Linked DNA regions of Sus scrofa: region 1 is linked to region 2. Evidence: chromatin contacts called from public promoter capture Hi-C data. All regions are on one chromosome and are shown on one strand. The core of a region is the stretch at or near the end of the contact, and the rest is flanking DNA. Distances in the headings are between cores, read along the strand shown.

The links. Promoter capture Hi-C pulls out the DNA fragments that hold promoters and counts their contacts.
Region 1: a contact with region 2 is called in a promoter capture Hi-C map of fetal liver, with 2.7 times the contacts expected there. The contact joins the enhancer-like site here to the promoter of SH2B3 in region 2. A contact is called at or near these places in 4 of 5 promoter capture datasets (fetal liver, fetal skeletal muscle and liver), 35 of 47 Hi-C or Micro-C datasets (adipose tissue, alveolar macrophages, blood and 16 more) and 2 of 2 datasets of contacts at active chromatin or transcription factors (alveolar macrophages and skeletal muscle).

The regions. Positions count from the first base shown.
Region 1 is chr14:32,662,537-32,667,336 of Sscrofa11.1, reverse strand. It overlaps SH2B3 (SH2B adapter protein 3), which reads right to left. Exons shown (of 8, transcript XM_001929523.5): 8 at 2,731-4,800. It overlaps ATXN2 (ataxin-2), which reads left to right. Exons shown (of 27, transcript XR_002338543.1): 24 at 2,356-2,492; 25 at 3,178-3,246. Among named protein-coding and RNA genes, the nearest start is that of SH2B3, 42 kb to the right of the region's middle. Within about 2 kb of position 2,591, at least 4 of the 83 cell types and tissues checked have an H3K27ac peak or open chromatin away from gene starts, as enhancers often do. A contact at or near this core is called in fetal liver, where this site is marked.
Region 2 is chr14:32,621,171-32,626,170 of Sscrofa11.1, reverse strand. SH2B3 (SH2B adapter protein 3) reads right to left here and starts at 2,885. Exons shown (of 8, transcript XM_001929523.5): 1 at 2,525-2,885.

The DNA of each region.
Region 1 (4,800 bases), core at 1,342-3,841, 41 kb before region 2:
GAGTCAAGGGGCCTGAGGTTCTCTTTCTCACTGCCGACTCATTCTTCACTGAGGTGTGCTGGTGAGCAGTCAAGAAGCAGAAGGGGAGGAGCCAACAAAGAGAACAGAAGATAACAGCCCATTTGTTATATAATAATCTGCTTCCTTACATGAAAGGGATGTTACCTGTAAAAGTATTTCAGGCCCCACCTGGAAGCCAGATTCTAAAGCATCATTGCATCTAACCTTCTACTGAGTTGAGAAAGCTGCCCTTGGATCGGGGTCTTATCTTCGTGAAGACCTTGCCCCATACCTAGAGTCCAGTCATCAGAAATGTTGAAGGCTAGGACATTGCAGCCCTGACTTTTACCCAGGCTCCTGGGGTGCCTGCTCCCTCAGCCTTGCAGGCTCTGCCAAAGGGTGAAACATGTCTTTAGGTCAGTTGATGATCCACTAGGGAATGTCCCCAGAGGAAAAAAAGGGCCCTGAGGGCTGAACCACTGTTGCCCTTTCCTGAGAGCCCTAGCCCACTGAAAGGAACTCAGTTGACATGTTGTTTAAGCTGGAGATGTTGCCTGTATGCGTAAAAGAGCTCTCTGTTTCAGGCTCATGTACAGTCAGGAATGGTTCCTTCTCATCCAACTGCCCATGCGCCAATGATGCTAATGACGACACAGCCACCCGGCGGTCCCCAGGCCGCCCTCGCTCAAAGTGCACTACAGCCCATTCCAGTCTCGACAACAGCGCATTTCCCTTATATGACGCACCCTTCAGGTGAGGCGTGTGTGTGCAGGGGCCGCCGGGCACCCCAAAGCATTCTGCTCGCACAGGTCAAATGGCAGGCAGGGCCAGCGCTTCAAGCCCCGCATCTGAGAACTAGCAAGACCCGTCAGTGTGCACAGTAGGGACTGTGATGATCAGCTCAGTATCAGGTGTGAGGCTTCCGAGAGCCCAGTCTGTGTGTGTTCTGATGGTATACAGGATTTGGCTTGATGAGAAGCAGCAGCAGCAGCATTCTGTGTAGCTGATGCATGCTTAGGACTCAGTTGGCCTTCCTTGTTATCATAGGATGGACAGGGCAGTGTTTTCCTTCCTGAGTCCCAACAGTCTGACATGTGGGGGGTTACCACCATGGCAGAGTTTGATTGTAGCTCTGGAGACAACTACTGATGAGAAAGTGCTGTGTATGGATTGGTTTTGAGTATAGTATTAGCTCCAGTCTATTCCCTGCTAGGGAGAGAATGCCCGTGATTGTGCTCTAATACTTGATGGCTGCCATGGCGATATTTCAGTCTAACCTGTTATTCTGAAAGCAATTACTGGTGCTTGGCTATTTTTGGGGAGGGGGTATGTTAAGGCCTTTTTTTGTACCCCGTGAGCAACAACTCTTCTGGGAGTTTTATCTGAAGTGGTTTATGTCTGACTGGTTTGTTTCTACCCACCCACCTACCTCTCCCCCTTTGGTACAGATGTGGGGGTGGGGGGGTGGTAAAGAGAATTGCATTTTTTGAGTCTTATTCAGCTAGCACAAGGATAGTTAACAGTCATGTGCTGCAGATTCACTAGGCTTAATGTGTGGTGTTGCCAGTTTTCTGTTTAAATATTCACTTTTCTTTTTTACAGTACAAGCCCACCACCAACAGCAGTTGTAAGGCTGCCCTGGAGGAACCGAAAGGCCAAATTCCCTCCTCCCTTCTACTGCTTCTACCAACTGGAAGCACAGAAAACTAGAATTTCATTTATTTTCTTTTTAAAAAATTATATGTTGATTTCTTGTAACATCCAATAGGAATGCTAACAGTTCACTTGCAGTGGAAGATATTTGGACCGAGTAGAGGTATTTAGGAACTTGTGGGCTGTTCCATAATTCCATACGCTGTTTCTGAGTCCCGCAAGTACCCCAGCTCTGCTTGCTGAAACTGGAAGTTATTTATTTTTAATGACCCGTGAAAGTCATGAACACATCAGCTAGCAAAAGAAGTAACAAGAGTGATTCTTGCTGCTATTACCGCTTTAAAAAAAAAAAAAAATCAAGACTTGGAACGCCCTTTTACTAAACTTGACAAAGGTTCAGTAAATTCTTACCGTCAAACTGACGGATTATTATTTATAAATCAAGTTTGATGAAGTGATCACTGTCTACAGTGGTTCAACTTTTAAGTTAAAGGAAAACTTTTACTTTGTAGATAATATAAAATAAAAACTTTAAAAAAAATTAAAAAATAAAAAAAGTTTTAAAAACTGATACCAAGTTAATGTGTGTTTGTATGAGCTCTTTCCATTATAGGATACTGAGTATCTGAGCAGAAGGGCTGACTCTGCTTCTTAATACCCTGGAAGGTTGGCTGTCAAATGATTTTTCTTCTTCACCTTTAGTTCTGGTTCAAGGTATCTCTAGAAAAAGACAAGACTGAGATATTCTGTTGGTGGATAGAGGTCTGCTTCAGAAGGAGAAAGGCTGGCCAGAGTTGGGCAGCACTGAAATTCCACGTCCTCAGCCTGCCACTGATTCTGTAAGCTTTCTTTTTAATATCTCCTGAACCAAATGAGTGCTAGAAGTTGTCCTAATTCAGGCATCAGTCTGTTTTACCAGTAGGGGGCAGGAGACAGACACACACACAAATTGTAATAAGTATAGAGGGCTGAAAATATGTAGCCATGTACAAAGCTAGGAAGGGGACAAACAGGGAAAACCAAGTACTTTGCAGAGAGCATAGTTATTATAGAGACTTTAAATACTGTGGCAACAAGTCAGGATTCTGAAAATTTCCTTTTAATTCACATGTAGCAGTTTGTACATTATAGCAAAATTTGCATTCTTCAAGAATAAGTTACTTATACAGTACATATACAATACATAAAAATTTGCCAAATACCTTCTGCCTATAAGATGAATCCATTTTCTGTTTTGTCATTACAATATGCTGCTTATTCCAGCTAAACACTGGATGTCAGATGTGTCCTTGTTAAGAGGCAGTGGATAATAAACTATCAAGTTCCTCTAGCCTGTGGGAGATATTAGCGCTCACATTTGCAATAAGAGACTTAGCCCTCAACAGTAGCATGAAGGAATCACAGGCAACCCTTAGGGAAGGGTTCTCAAGGCCTTGATTTTAGGTTAAGAAACTGTTATGTAAAAATAGTGTTCTCTGGCTTAAGATTTTAATAATTGCTATTCCTTTTTCCTACACGGTCCAGAAATGATCAAAGGCAGAAGATTTATACCAGATAAAGCCATATGGATTGCTGGTCTAAAATTCAAGGCAGGTTAGTTGACTTAATTCTTTGGTGCTGGTGACTGTTAGTTTGTAAAAGTTCATTAAAGTCGGATGAAGGAAGGGATGATGATGGGAGCAGTCAAAGCTGTCCTTGTCTGTAACTAGAGATAACCAGAGGGCTTACTGTCCTTTGGCACTCAGAGCCTGGGCTCTCAGTGGAGGCTGCTGGCTTGGCTTCTTGCTGCCAGCAGTGGTCACACTGGGACTGGAAGGAGGGTGGGGGAATGTGCTATGACTGTGGTGGGCTGATTGCAGCCATCAGGGTAGCTGCCTCACTGCCTGTGAGGATATCAAGCCTAGGAACCCATTGCTCCCCCCACCTCCAGCTCTGCTCTAGCAGAAGGCATTGGCTTAGTGTCACTTCTTCCCAGGCCATGAGGGAGCTTTTTGTCAGAAGGTATTTGAGCTGTCCTGGTAACTCAAACACATTTAGAAATGTTTTTCTTCTCTGTGAACATTTTACACTGAAGCAATCTGGAAGTTGTTGACTCGGTCACAGAGTTTGAGCTTGCACTTTGTAGCCAGTAGGACAGAGGTGCTTGCTTGCTGTGCCTGGCTTGCCTCTCCGCACTACCTGAGAACTCGATGACAAGAGGCTAAGAAGTGAGTGCCGCTGTGGCTTGAGGAGGTCATATCCCAGATGTTTGTTTACCCTTCTGAGGGGAGGGAGGGAACTTACTTATTTGATTCATTGTCTACCTCGCCCTTTGCCTGTGCAGACAAGGGGAAAAACTATACCAGTGATAAGTCAGCATTGACTTTCTTTGAGAAATCCAAAATAGTGCTTACTCCTGGCTCACATTTTGCTTTTAGCATTCCTTATTCACAGAGACCTACTTGATATGTGGACAGTGAAGGAAAGACAGGTGACCCCAATGCAGATCAGGGTTGGATCTGCTTTACCATCTCTGAAAACATCCAGGAGTGTGGGTTTTAAAGTGATGGGAGGGAGAGGTGGCTGCTGACCTTCTTGCCCCTCCTAAAGCCTGACCTCTCACCTCTTAGTGTACAGAGAATGAATGGCTGGAGGGAACAGACCAAACCCTCACCCCAGAAATAGGCAGTTTAGTTCAGGCCAAGGTTTAAATTTAGCCTTTGATTGAAGTATCTATAAATGTTAAGCTGTGCTGAACTCTTGGTTTCCTAGAAGCCACTTTGGTCAGCCTGGCGGCTGTACTGAATGGCTCTGCTGGCACCCAGGAGCAGCTGACTCCATTGGGTCACTGCTTCCCTTGTTTCCAAGCCTCTGCATGAAAGTTCTGGGAGGAGCCAGCCTCCTATCAATTGTATCATTTGTGAAAGGCAAGTATAGATGGAGATCCAACTGCAGAACCTCCCTGGATGTTGAGGGTATGTGTGCCTATGTATGTATACACGCACACACGTTCTTCATCACATGAGGCAGTAACCAGCTAGAACAGAACAGTAATTGCGAGCTGTTAAAGGATTTTCTCATTAGCTGTGGCACCAGATTCCCAGCTTCCATTTTGGCTCAAGAATGAGCTTAAAACTTTGTGGGATAATTTAATACACTTTCAGATGC
Region 2 (5,000 bases), core at 1,636-4,135:
GAAAGGCTTCTCATTTTAATAATAATAACAACAACGACACTATTCCTAATTGAGTGCCGCAGCCATCACTGAGTGCTCTATGTGCCCTGTCTCCCCAACACAGAGTGGGTCACACTGGGACTGGTAGCTGGAAGGTCCTTCCAAGTGCCTCTAGCCCCTCTGCCCTCAGGGAGGCTCCACCTGGGGTGGCACAACCAGACAGGACATGCAGGAACTCCTGTAGGCTGAACAGCTGCAGGGCTACCCAGCACTTGGGCTTAGGCTGCCACCACATTAGGAGCTGTTCTACAGGATCTAGATTTGTACCAGAAAGGTCTGTTTGTTGGAGAAAGATGAGCCCAGGGTTCAGAAGAATGGGGGTTGGGGGGAGGGGAATCCCTAAGAAAAACAAGCAGAGCTAATATCCACAACAAAGATAATAACAATCTCACCCTTATGACCATTCCTTCTTCTGACCAAGTCATTCTAAACAGTTTGTGGAGTTACTAATGTATGGTCCCAATGACCCTAAGAAGTAGGTCCTATTACCACACCCATTTGACAGATGAAGAAAGCAAGGCTGTGATGGTTAAGCAAGGCCTCATAGCTATAGCCTCCAGAATTCTCTCCAAGACTCAGGAAAACCCAGAGCTGCACCTGCGGGAGGCACTCAAGGGAGGCTGATGAATTATCAAGGGATGCTGAGGAACCAAGGCTCCTCAGCCGGTAACAATAGCACTAACGATGGTAGGGATGAAATCCACCACCAGCACTGCCACCTGTACTTGATCCCTTTCAATGCCAGGCACATTACATTCCTGCCACAAACTTATTACCCCATTTCACATAGGGGGAAACTGAGGTTCACCGTGTCACTTGCCTGTGCCCTCAGCTAGAAAAAGGCGGTGGGGAAACTGAACCTAATCTTCCAGGACCCACCTCTGCCGCTGCTCAGCCCCTGAAGGTCCTCAGACGCCAGCAACCGATACTTTAGTCCAACCCCTTCCCAGCCGGCTGCCTCTGTGGCCCACAGGGACCCACACAAGTTCTAGGAATTTCACCCTTTGGCTCAGAAGGATTTTCCCTCCCAGAGGGGGGGTGGTGGGAAAAGGCTCCGAAAAAAACTACATTAAAAACCCTTCCAACTTCCCCAGTGGGCCCTGGCCTCTCATCTGCTGACCCCAGCCTGACCAGGCGGCCTCAGCCTGCTCTCCCCCAACTAGGGCTGGGTCTCCGGCCCCCACTGGCCCAAGTGAGCCTCCAGAGCTGTTTCCATTCTGGCAGCCAGGTCGGTGATGGGAAATCCAGACACAACTCGCACCCACAGCCCTAAAGACCCATGCGTTCACCGCCCTGGCAGGGGCCCGGGAGATGGACTGTAAATGGGGACCCAGGATGGGCTGACTGTCCCAGCTGAGCCTGGCAGCTGGTAGGTGTCAGGGGATGCTCATCTCCCAGGTGAGGGGGTGGCAGTCAGATCTCTGCCCCTCCAGCTCCCAAAGCTGGACCCAGGCCCTTCAGAAATGGCTTTGCCAGGCCCTCTGTTCCAAAACCCCTGCCTGCAGCCCAATTTCACTTCCTCCCACTCAGTTTGGCCTGGCCATTCCCCTCCCTGGAGGCCCCCAGCTGCAGGCAATGACCTCCTCACCTACATCATTGTGGCCCAGGAATAGGGAAGAGAAACAGGAGAATGAGGAAACTAAAGAAAAAAAGTGGACTGGCAGGCAGGGCCCCCTCCCCAGTTCCTCAAATGCAGTCCCTTTTGCCCCAAAAGTCCCAGGAACAGAATGAGGGAAGGGGGAGGATTTCTGCACCAGGCATTATTAGGGGCCTCTGAAATACCCTCCCAGCCCTGCTGACCTATAAGGCCAATGACCTGTGTCCCATTGTTTTTGGTGGGAGGATTCCCCTGGAGCCCCAGGTCCAGGGTGGGAGGGTACCAACCCAGAGACCTGAGCTCTGAGAGCCCTAACCCTTTTGAACCCTCAAATGCAGCAGCATAGGGTTACATGGGCCATTCTACCTCCCGGATGCAGGGAATGGGGAGAGCAAGTCCTGGAATGGGAGGGGAGGGCTACCCTCTTAGCCACATGGGCCTGGCCAGGGAGAGTGGGGAGGGGCCTGAGTCTAACTCCCGAATGACTCTTCCCTTCTCAAGAGTTCAGGTTTACTACTTTCGCTTTCAAGGTACCAAGCAGGTGACCCCTGACCCCTCCTCACCAGGCACAGTTGACTGGCTGAGCTACCTTAAGAGGTGGACTGGGACTGTTAGCCATATCCTCTGGCAGCGCCTCCCGCACGACCTTCACTTATACCCCCATACATCCCCAGCACGTGTGTGGGTGGGGTGTCGGCTGGGAGGGTGTCGCAGGAGCTGGGAATCGGTCACCTCAGAACACTCTCATCTGAGTTAGCTGCAGGACAATATTTAGGTTGCTGTGGGAGTGCGCAGACACTGTGTAGAACGGGACCCGGGCCCTCCTCTTCCCCCCATTAAAGCTCTCCCAGACCCAGAGGAAGGCAGCGCTGGGAAAGACAGGCTTACCTGAGAGAGAGGGGGTCCGGGCCCGGCCGGCCCATGGCGTCGCGCGCCCCTGGGCCCCCGAAATCCCGAGGGGGCAGGCGGGCCCCAGCCCCGGGCGCCTTCTCTCCCGCGCGCCGGCTCCTGGCTCGCGGCTCGCTCGAGCGGGGCTCAGGCAGGAAACCCAGGCTCGGAAAATGGCCAGCGCCTCATCATTTCCGCCGCCAGCGCTTGACAGTTGCGGGAGGATGCGCCTCCCGGCCGCCACCGGGGAAACTTTGCTGCCGCCGCCGTCGCCACGGCGAGCCGCGACAGTCCGGGCGGGCGGCCGGGCGGAGGCAGTGGCCCGAGCCCATGCCGCCCCGCGCCGTTATGTAAAGAGGAACCGGCTGTGAGAGCAGAGCCCGGCGGGGGAGGGCGGCCACGGCAGGGGCGGGGCCATGGCAGGGCCGGGCCACACGAGGCCCCGCCCCAGTCTGCCCGCGAGCCGGACCGCTAGAGGGGAGCAGGCCCCCGGGGGGCGGGGCCTGCTCTTACCCCGCCCATCATCCCTGCTCCGCGGTTGACCAGGTCCTGGGGTCTCAAACGCGAATCCGGAGAGAGGGCGTGGCCTTTGTCACGCCCATAGCTCGCCCACCCGATTTTGCATCGCGCAGCCTAAAGAAGGGAACGAAAGGCAGGAGAGGCGGGACAACCTTGGGCCCACCCACCTAGCTCCAGCGACCACCGGGTGCCTCCGCTCTGCGGGGGCGGGGCCAGATGAAGGAAAGGCGGAGTCTAAGGGCGGGGCCGGGCCGAAGCGCCAGACTTACGGGGGGCGCGACCCTGCCGACTCCCTCCTGCAGGGCCTTATCTGCAAGCGCCGGGCCGGTCAGTGCAATAGCGACCGCAGCTTTCATCATCACCCGGGGAAGGATCCCAACCCCGCCCGGCCCAGACTATTGACTCTACTGAGCCGACCCCCATAGCGCCCCCAGTTGGGTTCTGTCCCCACCCTCAGCTTTTCTCTTGTCTCAGCCCTTGCCTCTATAGACTGGCCTCTATGCCCTCATCTGTCCCCTAACTCCAGGAGCGCATCATTCACCAGGAAGCCCTCCTAGACCGCTTGCTCCCATGCCCTCTGGGCCTCCTCCTCTGGTCTCCTCCGGGCTACTTTCATTTTATCTATGAGCCTTATGTGGGGTGAGGTTCACAGTGGGGTCCCCAATTAGCCTGAGGTGGAGCATACACACAGCCAGCCCTTCCCCCAGCTCATGAGAGGGAGGAGAGAGAGGAATGTCTGCTCTTCTCTCCCTCCCACAACAGGAAACAAGTTGCTCACACCCCCAGCTTGCGGGGGGCCACATCACCCCTTTCCAGACAGCATACTCTTCCATTCCACTGCCTCCCCCTCTTTCTGGCCTTGGGCAAATGACTTGACTTCTCCATACCTCCATTTCCGCATCTGTGAAATGGAAATAACACCTTTTCACAGGGTTGTGAGGATTAAATGAGTTAATGCATTAAAGAGCGGTTAGCAAAGGGCTCTGCCCAAGGGAAAACACTGCTGCTTGAGTGTTTGTTAAACAATCAGGCCTGAGTCCTGCCATTGGAGCTACAGGAAGGGATTCCCCCAGAAGGTGGGGATTTCCAGATTTCACCCAGATAGCGGAAGGGGGCCCGTCTGCTGTAGGTTCCTTGGAGTTCAATAACCTTGAAGAAACTGGCCACAATCACGTGCTTTCCACAAATATGTATTCAATACCTACTGTGTGTCAGGCATTGTTCTAGGTGCTGGGGACACAGCAGTGAACAAGACAAGACAAATATCCCCACACTTGGGGGCATCCCTTGTCCTCAGCTGACATTCTGGTGAGGGGACACTGAACATTAATTAATTAATGGGATACTGTATTATGAAGATGACAAAACAGTTACAAGACGGAGAGTGCTTCTCAAGCTTAGACTGGAGGCTCAGAGGGCCTCTCTGAGGATCTAATATTTGAGATGAGATCACCCCTCCCATCTACCCCACAGCAAGAAGGATCCAGGTATAATAAGGAATAGCAAGTGCAACGGTCCTGAGGTGGGAATAAACTTGCTGCATTCAAGGCAAGTCAAGAAAGCGGTGGTGATACCTAGGCTAATAGATGGGAAGAGATGAAGGCAGGCCCATCATATGAAGACTTGAAGGTCCTGGTGGCAAGTGTAGGAATTATCTTGGGAGCAATAGAGAGCCATGGAGGGTTTTGCAGAGAAGGACCTGTTGAGCTTTGGGTTCAAGCTGCAGAGTCTGCAGCTGGGAACCCCCAAGGATGTTCATACATCAGCTGAGGGTGCTGGACAGGGGTGTAGGTTATCAGGGAAGCCTAACCCGATCACCCTAAGTTATTCTCTCTTTCTTACTCGTGGGGAGACTGAGGCCCACAGAGAGTAATTACTTGCCTGCAGTCCCACAGCTGCCAGGTGGCACCAACAGAGCAGCCAGGTACACAGCAGTTGTCAAATGGTTGCTGAAATC